Regions from separate parts of the Capra hircus genome. Here region 1 is linked to region 2. Evidence: chromatin contacts called from public Hi-C data. All regions are on one chromosome and are shown on one strand. Each heading gives the region's core, a stretch centred on a gene start, on an enhancer-like site or on the middle of the called end of the contact. The rest is flanking DNA. Distances are from core to core; before and after follow the strand shown.

Region 1 (5,741 bases), core at 2,201-4,700, 120 kb after region 2:
AGCATCAGCTTCCACCCAAGAGGTAAAAAAAATAAATGCCTCATAAGGTTGCTGGGGATTAAAGCAGACAATGCATTCAAAACGCTTAGCATCGCACCTGGTGTCAACAAAAATAGAAGGATGATTACTATTATTACCCATCCCTCAACACCCTGAACAAGCCCCATCTCCTCCAGGAAGCCTTTTTTTCTTCCAAGGAGAGAAAACTGGCGCTCAGACAGGAGCAGCCACCGGTGGTGCCAAGCACTTCCCGTGTGTGCCTTCTCTCCCTGCGTTCTCGCAGCCGCTCCAGGATGGAGGTGCCTTTGTTATCCCCATTGCACAGAAGTGGATGCTGGAGTGCAGAAAGTGTCTTGCTCAAGGTCATCATCTGCTAAGAAGCAGAATCAATATTTCAAGCTCAGCCTGTCTGGTTTTAAAGCCTCATGTTTCTTCTATTACAATGTGCCCCTCCTATATGAAACAATCCCCACCTCTCCCCAGCCCTTTGCTTCCAGTTTGAAGCAGGTTATGACTGCTTCTAAGTTCTTCCTTCTCACCTGGACTCACCAGGGCAGAGAGTAAGGAGGTAAGCAGAACCAGGGAAGGTGAGGATTCAGACACTCCCTGCTCCACGGGCTGCACGCAGCCGGGAGCTAGGAGCCAGGTGGGGCGTTTGTGAGAAGCAGGTGGCCTGGCATGAGAATCCCGGTAGGGAGAGGGTTCCAGGTGCCCTGGGGGTCGTCTGGATCCCGAGACAGACTCTCCCCAACCCACTCTGATTTTCTGCTCTGCTCTGACCTTGGTTTCTGGACCCCAGTCTCCCAGGTCAGGGCTGGGGAGGGCTTGAGGGATGACCTTGACCTGGCTTTGTCTGCCTGGGGATATGAAGTGTCTCTTTTAGGTGAAGAAGAGAGAGAGAGAGAGAGGAGGAGGAGGTGGAGGGTAAGCGGGGAGAGAAAGGAGACACAGGAGGGAAGGAGGAGGAGGGAGGAACTGGGGAGGGGAAGGGAAGAGAAGCGAAGCTGCTGGAGGAGCGGGTGGAGGGAAGGACACAGGGGAGGGAGGCAGGCGAGGACGACTGGCTGCCAAGTGTGATTCTGAGCTCTGAGGGAGAAGAAAGGATGAGAAAGCAAGAAATCCGCTTCAAGGGAGGGATGGAACGGGGAGGGCGATGAGGAAGGGCGAGAAAGTGAACGAGGGAGAGAGAAAGCTGGGAGGGGAGGGGAGGAAATGCAAGGATGCGGCCTGGAGTAGGGGGAGAGAAAGATGAACAAAGAGGAGATTGAGCAGCTGCCCCGTCTCCCTTCTGCCGAAGGAAGGCTGTGAGTGTCTGAATGCGCGGGGAGCCAGCCCTGCTTGGTCTCTGGGGCTCCTGCCTGGCACCACATCCTTTCTCCTCTCAGCAGTTCCATGGGGCGGGGGGTGGGGAGCGGGGGGCACGGGGACACCATCCTCTGCCATCCCTTCCTTTTCTGGAGCAGCATCTTGTCTGAGGTCCCAAGGAACCTCCCAAGTCTTTATGGCTAGTGCCTGGTCCTCAGAGTTCTCCCCAGGGGCACTGTCCCGGACCACCTTTTCAGAAGCTTCCAAGGGGGCAGAAACCAGTTGCTGAGCAGGTGTGCACGCAGCCAAGGAATTCTCCCTTCCTCTCTCTGCTGAAACGTGACACGGTTCTTCTTCAGAGGCAGTGCCAAGCTGAGGGCTCCACTTTAACAAAAGAACTGAAATGAACTGAGATCTTAGCCGGAACTCAGCGGGTTGTGGGTTTCATTTCATCCAATCTTCACAGCAACCCTAAAGAGGTCCCTACTACTATTGTTTCCATTTTCCAGAAGGGGAAGGACAGCTAAAGGGGTCTGTTGATTTGCCCAGCTTGCACTAGGGAGGGACCTGGGGGTCTAACTGGTGGAGACAGAGGTCAAGGCCTTCCTGAGGTTTAAAGCCAGGGCAGAGGCTGAGGCTGCAGGATGTGGGTGCAGGGTTGGCAGCTCTGAGGGGCCATGGGGGAGCTCATGGTCTATGATGGTTCTGGGAGGTCTTGGAAGTCTCCGTGCCTCAGTTTCCCCACCTGACATCAGCATTGCGGGAAGAATGTGTTGGGGCGGGGTGGGGGCAGAGGAGCTGGCCTGAGGAGCCAGGGCGCAAAAGTAAGGCCCTCTGTGAGGGTGGTGTCCACTTGGCAGGGAGGAAGACCTGGCGATATGGAAGGAAAGCTGTGTAAATAGCATGCCCTTCCCATCAGCATCTCCAGGGAAGTCTGGCTGGGTTGGTAATACAGCCCTGCTTTCATGAGGCTTCCACGAACCTTTCAATAAAGTGCTCTGATCTATGGGCTCACTCACACACACACCCCATACTTATCTTCACAGCTATCTTCCAGGGCACATAAAGTATGCCCGGCTTTATTTTATGAGGCTAGAGGAAGCCAAGGTCACTCAGCCAGCAACAGGGAGAGCAAGCAGATGAGCCTGGATGCAAGGGCAGCGTGATAAAGTTGCTGCCCTCAAGGGTACCCCGTGGACGTGCAGGGCAACAGCGGGTAGTCAGCACCCACCCTATGCCCAGGCCCCGTCCCCTCCCCCATCTCCACAATGCCCAGGGGGGTCATTCCTCAGACCCTGCTGGTGCTATAATTCCCTTGGCACTGCCAGGTAGCCTCTCTGAGCCCCTCTCCAGCCTGAGTGAGGAGCTTTGCCTGCCCCCCATCATCCTTCAGGGCCCTGCTAGATTTCTCTGTCACCTTCGGTCAGGGTCCACGTTAGAGTACAAGTTTGGCAAAGGGCCTCCCCTCTGACCCCCCGGCCCTCCTGCCCTGCAGGATGGCAGCTGCCCTTCCCCAGGGACCAGGGATGCAGCCACTCTTGTAGCCTGCAGTTACCATGGTAACCGATGGCCCTCCTGTTGGTTTCCGTGGGGGGCGGTGGTGAGGGACAATGTCAGGGAGGGGGTGTGTGAGTGCCTGCTCTGTGTGTCCATTTTCAGCTCCAGGTGAGGGAAGGGGGGCCTCAGGAAGTGGGACCCCTGCCTCCTAGGGTAGGGGGCTGTCTCTCTCTGAAGCGCTGTCTCAATCAGCTTAGCTGCGTCCTGGGGGCAGGGAAGACTGCATGAGAGACTGGAGGACACTGAAGTGAAGAATGATGCTCCAGAAGGAAAAGGGGAGGGGGCGGCGGGTGGAGATGGGCATCCACACAGTGGTCCAAGGCGGAAGGCCTGGGTGGAGGCGGGGCGGGGTAGGCAGGAAGGAGGGAGCCAGGGCAGCAGAAGGGGGACCAGGGAGGAGCCAGAGCCTCAGGGGGGCACACCCGGGGAGGGCTGGGCCCCTTATTTCTGCCATCCACCACCCCTAGCTTCCAGGAGTGGGTGGGGTGGGTGGGGGTCTCCCGCTGCGCCTCCCCAGGCCGAGAGAAGGTCCCTCTGCTCCTCCGACATGATCTGTAATTTCCGGCAGACATTTGAGGTCCCTGACATCTGCATAATGTGGGCCAGTCTCTTAGCAACGGGGAACAGCTGTCTGGCATTTCCAAGATTAAACTGTAACTATACACGGTCCTTGCCAGGGGGAGGGGGAGGGAGAGAGGGGATAAACACTGCCTCCTGGCATTTTCAAACTCATTTAGCTTTTATTCATTTCCTGCCTCCAGTAAAGAGGCCAGGGATTCAGGCTGGGCCAGGCTGTTCCACCCCTGTCTCTACCACGGTTGCTGAGGTTGCAGATGGCTCTTCACCCAGATCTGTTGGCTCGCGGGAGCGGGGAGAGGGGTCGGGGGTACGGCACTAGCCTCCTTGGATTTTATTGTATTTGTTTTACGTAGGTGCGGTGATCCTGGCACGTGTGGGGTAGGTGCCGCCCGGGAAGAAAGGCTGTGTGGTCCATCAGTTGAAGCTCCCAAGGTGGCTCCAGCCTGGTTTCACTTCATCCAACTCTTGTCCTAATAGCTCTGTGATCTTGGGCCAAATCCCTTTTACCTGTCTGCACCTCCATCTCCCCGTCTGTAAAAGGAGATGATTCTTCTACCATCCTGAGGGCTGCTGTGAAGATAAAACGAACACGCGCTCAGGCAGTGGAGCCCCGATTGATTGTGGTAGTGCCTCTCATCCCCGGTTCCCCCACCTGCCCGTTATCCATGTCAGCAACCTCAGGCTTTGCTCTTGGGGGGCAGAGGTGGACACAGTCCGTTCCCCCCACCTCCACTGCCAGGAGCCACAACCTTGAACTCCTGTTCCCTGGAGCAATGACACTTGAACCCCGAGGGACTGAAGCCGAACTCAGCGGCCCCCAGCAGGACCACCCCAGGCCTGGGCAGCTCCCGTGTCGTGTCCCAGACCTGCAGCCGGCCCCGCTGTCTCCTGCCATTTGGCCGCAGCTCCTGAACTTGTGAGAGCGCGGTGTTTTGGTTTTGCAGCGAGAAGAAAAAAAAAAAAAAAGGGCGGGTGTGGGGACAGGAGAGGAAGAGGGAGGAGGAGGGAGAAACCCTTGAGCGGCCTGGGCCGGCCAGTTCCAGGAATGCGTTCTCGGACATCAGTGCCAAAGCAGTGACCCAGGCGGGGCGGCCAGGCCGGGAGAAGGGAGAGGCCGGCTCCAGGGCGAGAGCTTGCCTCTTCCCCACCCCCCAACCCCCCAACCCTGGCTGCCTCTGCTGACTCATCGCCGCTCCAGCTGGCAGGAGCCTTTTCTGGGGATGGCTGTTGCTAAGATTCCTCGGACATGACTGATTACTTCTCCTTGAGCCTGGTGAAAACATGTTTGTAGATTGCACGCAAACACACGCACCCGCTCCTGTGGATGCCTGCCCACGTGGGTTTTGTGCCCAAGTGTGTGTCTTCTTCACCCAGGTCACGAGACATGCCTACTGTTGTTCCCCAAGATTCCCTGACACTTAGCTTAGCTGCTAAGCCCCAGGGTCCCTGAAAAGAGCGCAGACACGCCAGGTTTCTCCCACCCCGGCCAGTAATTCAGGCAGCGGGGCAGCCGCCAGTGTCTGGGCCTGCTTTAATCTGAAGGAGTTTTCAGGTTGCCTTGAACACATTCTTGGCCTCTGTTCCTCCTCCCTCCCTGGGTTGCTCGGTGGCCTTCATTCTGCTGTAATGATCTAATCTTCCCTTCTCCCTCTGCCTGCCAGTTTTTTTGATGTCTGCTGTTCCAGGCACTCAGCTGGGAGCTGGAATGCTCTAGAGCTGGATTCCTGGCCTGGACCTGACGCCCCAGGGGGCTCCTGGCAGTGGGGGGTGGGGAGAGCTGCCCAGGGGCTCTGTTGCCCTGGAGAGAGGGGACCGCAATGAGGACTCTTGGATGACAAGTGCTGGATCTTTCTCTGGGCTCTGCCGGGTCCCAGAGTCTTGGCTGGGGAGGTCCAACGGCCGGGGGGGGGGCGGGTGGTGTCAGCGGGCACCCCTGGACGCCCAGCCTCCGGTTGCCAGCACCGCGTGTGAGCTTGGTCACCTTGGGCTCTTGCTGCCTTGGTTTCCCCACCCGCTGGGCTGAAATTGGACTCCTTAAGAAGCCTGCCAGGCTTTTACCATGACAGGGCTTGGCAGGGTGCTTGGGCACCAGGCAAGGTTGTTTGTCACGGGTTCTCGCAGGGGTGGAGGGGCAGGCGGGCCCATGCCAGCACGCAGCCCACGCGCTTCCTCTCACCAGCTCTGCTGGGCTCAGGCTCAAGTGTGGCTTCTTTACAGGGACCCACCCCGGGGGCCCAGATCCCACGAGCAGGCGCTCTCAGCCGTGATTTAGCGGCGGTTGCTAAGGAAGGCCTGGTACC
Region 2 (5,684 bases), core at 1,613-4,112:
GAGTCAAGCCAATGCCCCAGAAATTGGGACTCTTCTCCAGCCTCGAGGGATTACCATGGTCAGTAGACACTGAGGGAAGTGAGGTTGCACAGACTGTTGGTTAAACAGAATTGGGGGGGGGGGTCTGATGTCAAATTGCCCAGGTCTGAAACCTAGCCTTCCCTAATGCTCTAAGTCTCAAAATCTTCCTCTGACTGTTGGGAGTAAGTGCGCATACCTGCACGGTTGGCTGGGAAGATTAAATGAGATAATGCATGAAATTCACGGCAAGAGTAAAGAGCCCTTTACACTTCTATTAATATTATAGACATTATTGTTGACATTACCCTCCCTCCATAGCCTCTAGACTTATCAAGTCAATATTGGAAAAGGGGCAAATTGAAACAGTGTCTTACTGGAAACAGATGGAAATGTGCAGCTGGGTGGCTGTTTTCTGGTTTTTGGAGGGATTCTTTTTCAGCTCTAAGACAGCTCCCTGTGAAAGGTGATGAGCCTGATTAATTGCAATCAGCTCCTTTCCACATAATGAAGAAAGTTGGATGTCGTCCTGTGGCTTTCGTCCAGATGGATGCAGTTACCCATTGTGTCCACAGGGTGTCGCTACGAATCATGCTTCAATCGTGAAAGTTGCTCAGTCGTGTCCCCCACTGTTGCAACCCCGAGGATGGTAACCCACTAGGCTCCTCTGTCCATGGGATTCTCCAGGCAAGAATACCGGAGTGGGTTGTCATTCCCTTCTCCAGGGGATCCTCCTGACCCAGGGATCGAACCTGGGTCTCCTGCCTTGCAGGCAGACTCTTTACCATCTGAACCACCAACTGCCCAGGCGCTCAGGGCATGGAACTCATTCTGAGACCCCCATGCATGGAGGAGACGCTGCCAGGGGCTGAGCATTCTTCAGCAACACTCTTTGAAACCCTTGTTGACCCTACCATGCTGTGGAAGTGGAAGGGGAGCTATGGTGGCAGGAATGACTTGACCCAGGTGGCTAGGTACAGAGCTGGAAGAGTGTCAGGGAGGGTGTCCTCCTCTCAATCAGATGTACCAGCTGCTGCATTTGTCCTGTGTGTGTACAAGCTGATTGGAGGGCGTGGGAGCCTGATTTCTGGGTCCCTGGTGATGGTCACTTCTGGGAATGTGATTTGACAATGGGGTTCAAGGTGACATTAAATGTCCTCTGTTCCTTTGCCTTGAACCCTGGATTCTTCTGTGTGGCTGGCCAGCTCCTGGGGCTCTCTACGCTGCCTTGCTGATGGCTGGTATTCTAATGGCCAGAATAAGGACGTTAGCCATCTTCATCACTAAAGTAGCAGGCGCTCAGAGAGCTGGCCCTCTGGGGAGAACGCTCGGTCCTAGCCTCTCTTTACTCCCCCTCGCCCAGGAGAGGGGTGTCTGTGGTTCTTGGGGAGCCTGGGCAGTGGCTAACATGGTCAGGGAGAGGTGGGAGAAGCTGCCCACAAACACTAATTTCTCCAACCAGAGGCCTTTTTCGGAGCCTACCCTGACGTGAGACTCGGGCTGAAGCACCAGAGGGGTAGGAAGCTGAGGCTCAGGTGCCTTGTCTCCCTTACCGGCACAAAGGGAGGGGGTGGCAGCATGTCTTCGGAGGGTCCATGTGGTCAGTGCTCAGGAAGCTCGTTTCCCTCGGATCCTTCTGGAAGGGGCCCGCACAGCCCCTTCCCGAAGCACGGCTCTTTCTTTTCTGGTGATCAGGAGCTTCTGTGGTTTCTTTTCCCTCCTTCATTTTGCCAGGATCGCCTCTCCCGTGGTGGAGCCATTTGCCTTGGGGCTCCAGTCCACGTGATTATGGGGGAGCCGGGTGGCTGCCTCTGAGGGTCTCAGCCTCGGGGAAGGGGGTCAGCCTGCAGAAGCCAACAACACAGAGCATTTCCTCCTCCGTGAAAGGGCACCAAGGAGGGAAGAAGGCCTCGGGCACTGTGCATCTGGACAGAGCCGGGTCAGAGAGAAAAGGGCCCCCTGGGAAGCCTCCACACCTCCCATTAGTCAGGGGAAGTCTTCCTGGAGCAGGTAGCAATCTCTCCCCGACCCTCAACCCAGCACATACCCGCTGAGATGTGGAAACGACAGGAGAGAGAAAGGAAGGTCCAGAATTATGGATCTGTGATAATTTTTTTGGAGAGCTGTTGGGGGTAGGGATGAGGACAGGAAGATGTACAATCGGTCTGGGATTGGTTTATTTTTATTGCTTTTTAAAATTATGTGGGTAATTGATGTTCATTGAGAAAAAGAGAAAACACAGATAAGCCAAGACAACAAAAACCATCTGTTAGCATCTTGGCAAATATCCTTTTTCTATGATTAGATACATAGAGAATACTTCCTTTCATTAATAAAAGGTTTTCTTACTGTATTTGTGTTGTTGTTCAGTTGCTAAGTTGTGTCTGACTCTTTGTGACCCGATGCACTGCAGGCTCCAGGCTTCCCTGTCCTTCACCATCTCCCAGAGTTTTCTCAAACTCATGTCCAGTCAGTGATGCCATTCAACCATCTCGCCCTCTGTCGCCGCCTTTTCCTCCTGCCCTCAATCTTACCCAGAATCAGGGTCTTTTCCAACAGTTTTAAGACCTGCTTTCTTCCTTTTTTTTTTTTTTTTTTTAAACAGAACAATAGACTAGGGCATCTTTTCAGGTCAACAGATAAGTAGACTTCATCTCCATTGATGTTATTGGCTTCGGGTATTATCTGGTGATTGGGAATTTCCCTTGTCTTTCTGCCGCCTTTTCCTGGGCGCCTGCACTGGGCTTGGCACTGGATGTGTGTCCTTGGCACTGGGGAAGACGGGAGACCAGCAAGGAGGATGGAAGGAGGTGGGAGATGCAGTGGTCGCGGGCCCAGGCCACACGAGGGCAGCAAGCCCCGCTGGAATGGGGGCCGCCTCTCTCTCACCCACCTCCCAGCCTGCTTGTGGATGGACAGCCCTGAGACCAGCTGCCACCTGGACCCAGGTGGGGAGGTGGAGTAGAGAGGGATTTCCATGATCTTCAGGCTGAGATGGCCCCCTGCAGCCAAAGTGCTCCCTGGCAGGCCGGGTGACCAGTCAGGGTTTACTGGTCCAGAGGGGACTGGGTAAGCTCATGAGAGAGTCAGAGAATCCGGACATGGAGGAGATGGGGAGAGTCTTTCCACTCAGCTTCAGCAATCAGAAGCAGCATCCCCACCCAGGCCCAGGGTCAGCCCTGGGAAACTGACCAGCTCAACCTGGTCTCTGGGACAACCCAGAAGAAGAAATGAAAGAGAAGTAAGTAGGGTAGCACAACGGTTAAGCCCACAGACACGGAGTTTGATGGGAACCTGGCTTCCAGTCCTGGCTCTAGCGTTCAGCAGCTGTGTGACCTGGATCAAGTCACTTAACTTCTCTGAGCTTCCATTTCCCCACCGATAAATTCAGAACGGCTTCTACTTAATGGTTTTGTGAAGAAAATTGTCGGATCATATCCATAAAGCACTTGGCACACTGCCCAATGAATGTAGCTAGAGTTATCTTTTCATCATTAGCCGGTAAGTCGGTCTGCAGAGCCATGAGACAGCTGCTTACTGAAAACAACATGGTTGCGTGTTTCCCCGTGTTCATCGCTATGGCTGGGTTTTGTGTGCAGGGCTACGTGCGGGTGTGGGTGGCTGGGATCTAGAGGAGGAAGAAAGACAGGGGTGGGGTGCAGGGTGGAGGCTTATAAACCTAGCTGCTTTGAAACCAGGGGAAGCCTCGGGTCACCCACCCTTCCTCCATTAAGGAAAAGGCTGGACCTGTCCATGCTGCACCTCCCTGACTCCCCAGGGCCGTCCGGAGCCCCCTCCTCCCAGAGGGGCAGGGCATGGGGGTGCAGCTGGATAAGAAGACCTGAGGCGTGATGCCAGCACCTGGATCCCAGCAGGGAAGGAGGTCGGGGGAGAGTGGGCGGGGCACGTGTGCTCAGCTGCAGCATTCATGGGCCCAGGGGCGGGGTGGAGGGCAATCTCTGAGGATCACTGCCTGGCTGCCAGATGGTGCCTCTAGGGGCCGGCAGAAGGGGGCAGGTCCCTTGACCTTGAGTGGTGGAGGGCCCCGTGAGGTCCTCTGGGTCCACCCTCCAGGGAAGCTGGCATCCCGGCTGGTCTCCTGACCTGCGCAGTGGCAGCCTGGGCCCCAGACCAGGGTCCCCGTTCCACCAGGCCTGCTAACGAGGAACGGCTTCTCCAAAGACAGAGGGCTGTGTGCCCGCAGGTGGACCGCTGGTGGATGCTGGAGGGTGAGTGGTGTCCGCCTGCATTCCTTTAACTCCTCCGGAGAGGTCACCACGGGGTCTCCATCATGAGCGGTCTGGAGCCTGGTGTGATTTTCTCCTACAATTTCATCTACTCCCTGGATGGCCCCCAGTGTGCAAGCCGCTGACAGTCCTCAGTCTTTGCACTTGATTTCCTGGAAGCAGCGGCCGGGCCAGCAGCTAGTGATGGATGCGAGCTAGCAGGCTGGGGGTGGAGGAGGCTGGCTGCGCCCTCCCACAGCTTGGCAGGGTCCCTCACACACAGGATGCACACACTCCTGCCTCCTTGCTCGACCTCGGGGTATCAGTGCCTACAGAAAGCCTGGCGTCTGTGCACTGAGATGCATGGGCGAGGACGCTGGTTGCAGAATTGTTTGCAGGAGAAAGAACTGGAGACCCCTTATCTGCTCAGGGGAGCAGGGAGGGGCTGCCGCATTCTGCATGTGCACAGGGTCTCTGGGACTGTGCGGTGGCGCCGTTTACCTGAAACACCAGGCTCCCCAGAGTCAGGCCTGGCAACAGGGACCCTGAGTGAGGGGGTGAGTGGAAAGGCAGTGGTTGAATCAACTGCATCACATCCACAAGGGCAATATCTGCAGAAATTAGAAAAATAAAGCAACAACAGATACGTGTGCTTCATATATACGGTCATGAAAAAAATGTTCAAGATACACTGTTATTGGGGGAAAGCTGTAGGGCGGTATGGTCAGCTTGATCCAACTGATGTAAAAGCAAAAAAACCCCAAACATCGTGGCATCATATACACATGTGTGTGTGTATGTATAAATGCCCAGAAAAAGTCTGGAATGACATACAGCCAACTGCTGATACAGGTCACTGCTGGGGAAGCAGGGATATTGGGGAAAAAAGAACTTGTCACTGTTTCTCTCTTTACTTCTGTGTTCACATTTTTTTTTTCTTCAATGAATACAAAATTCTTTAATGGGGTAATGAATGATACTTTCTGTTTTTTATCAACCTCACCCTCTAAGGTATTTCTTTTTTTAATTTATTTTTTTATTGAAGGATAATTGCTTTACAGAATTTTGCTGTTTTCTGTCAAACCTCAACATGAGTCAGCCATAGATATACATATAACCCCCTCCCTTTTGAACCTCCCTCCCACATTTTTTTATGGAGAGAACAAACCCGGTGTCAAGAACAGCACCCTCCTCTCCTTGGTGCTCCTTACCTGACTCCCTCAAGCTCCTGTTCCCCATTGTTCTCCCTGAGACAGTGAACTCCCCCAGAACCCTGGCTGGGAGAGCTAGACCTGACCTGGGCCCACATCAAAGTCCCGTGTGGCATCAGAGGGGGACCGGTCACGGCCCAACCTCCATCCTGGCCTTCCGCAGTGGCTGGCTTCTCCAGCTGACAGTGCAGAGACAGCCTGCGGGGTGAAGCCCCTGCAAGGTGGGCCT

Evidence for each region. A called contact is a pair of places that touch in the nucleus more often than the background predicts.
Region 1: a contact with region 2 is called in a Hi-C map of blood, with 2.4 times the contacts expected there. The contact joins two enhancer-like sites. A contact is called at or near these places in 3 of 5 Hi-C or Micro-C datasets (blood and liver).

What each region holds. Positions count from the first base shown.
Region 1 is chr10:14,919,576-14,925,316 of ARS1.2, forward strand. No RefSeq gene overlaps it. Among named protein-coding and RNA genes, the nearest start is that of LRRC74A, 78 kb to the right of the region's middle. Within about 2 kb of position 3,451, at least 5 of the 5 cell types and tissues checked have an H3K27ac peak or open chromatin away from gene starts, as enhancers often do.
Region 2 is chr10:14,803,834-14,809,517 of ARS1.2, forward strand. No RefSeq gene overlaps it. Among named protein-coding and RNA genes, the nearest start is that of CIPC, 23 kb to the left of the region's middle. Within about 2 kb of position 2,863, at least 1 of the 5 cell types and tissues checked has an H3K27ac peak or open chromatin away from gene starts, as enhancers often do.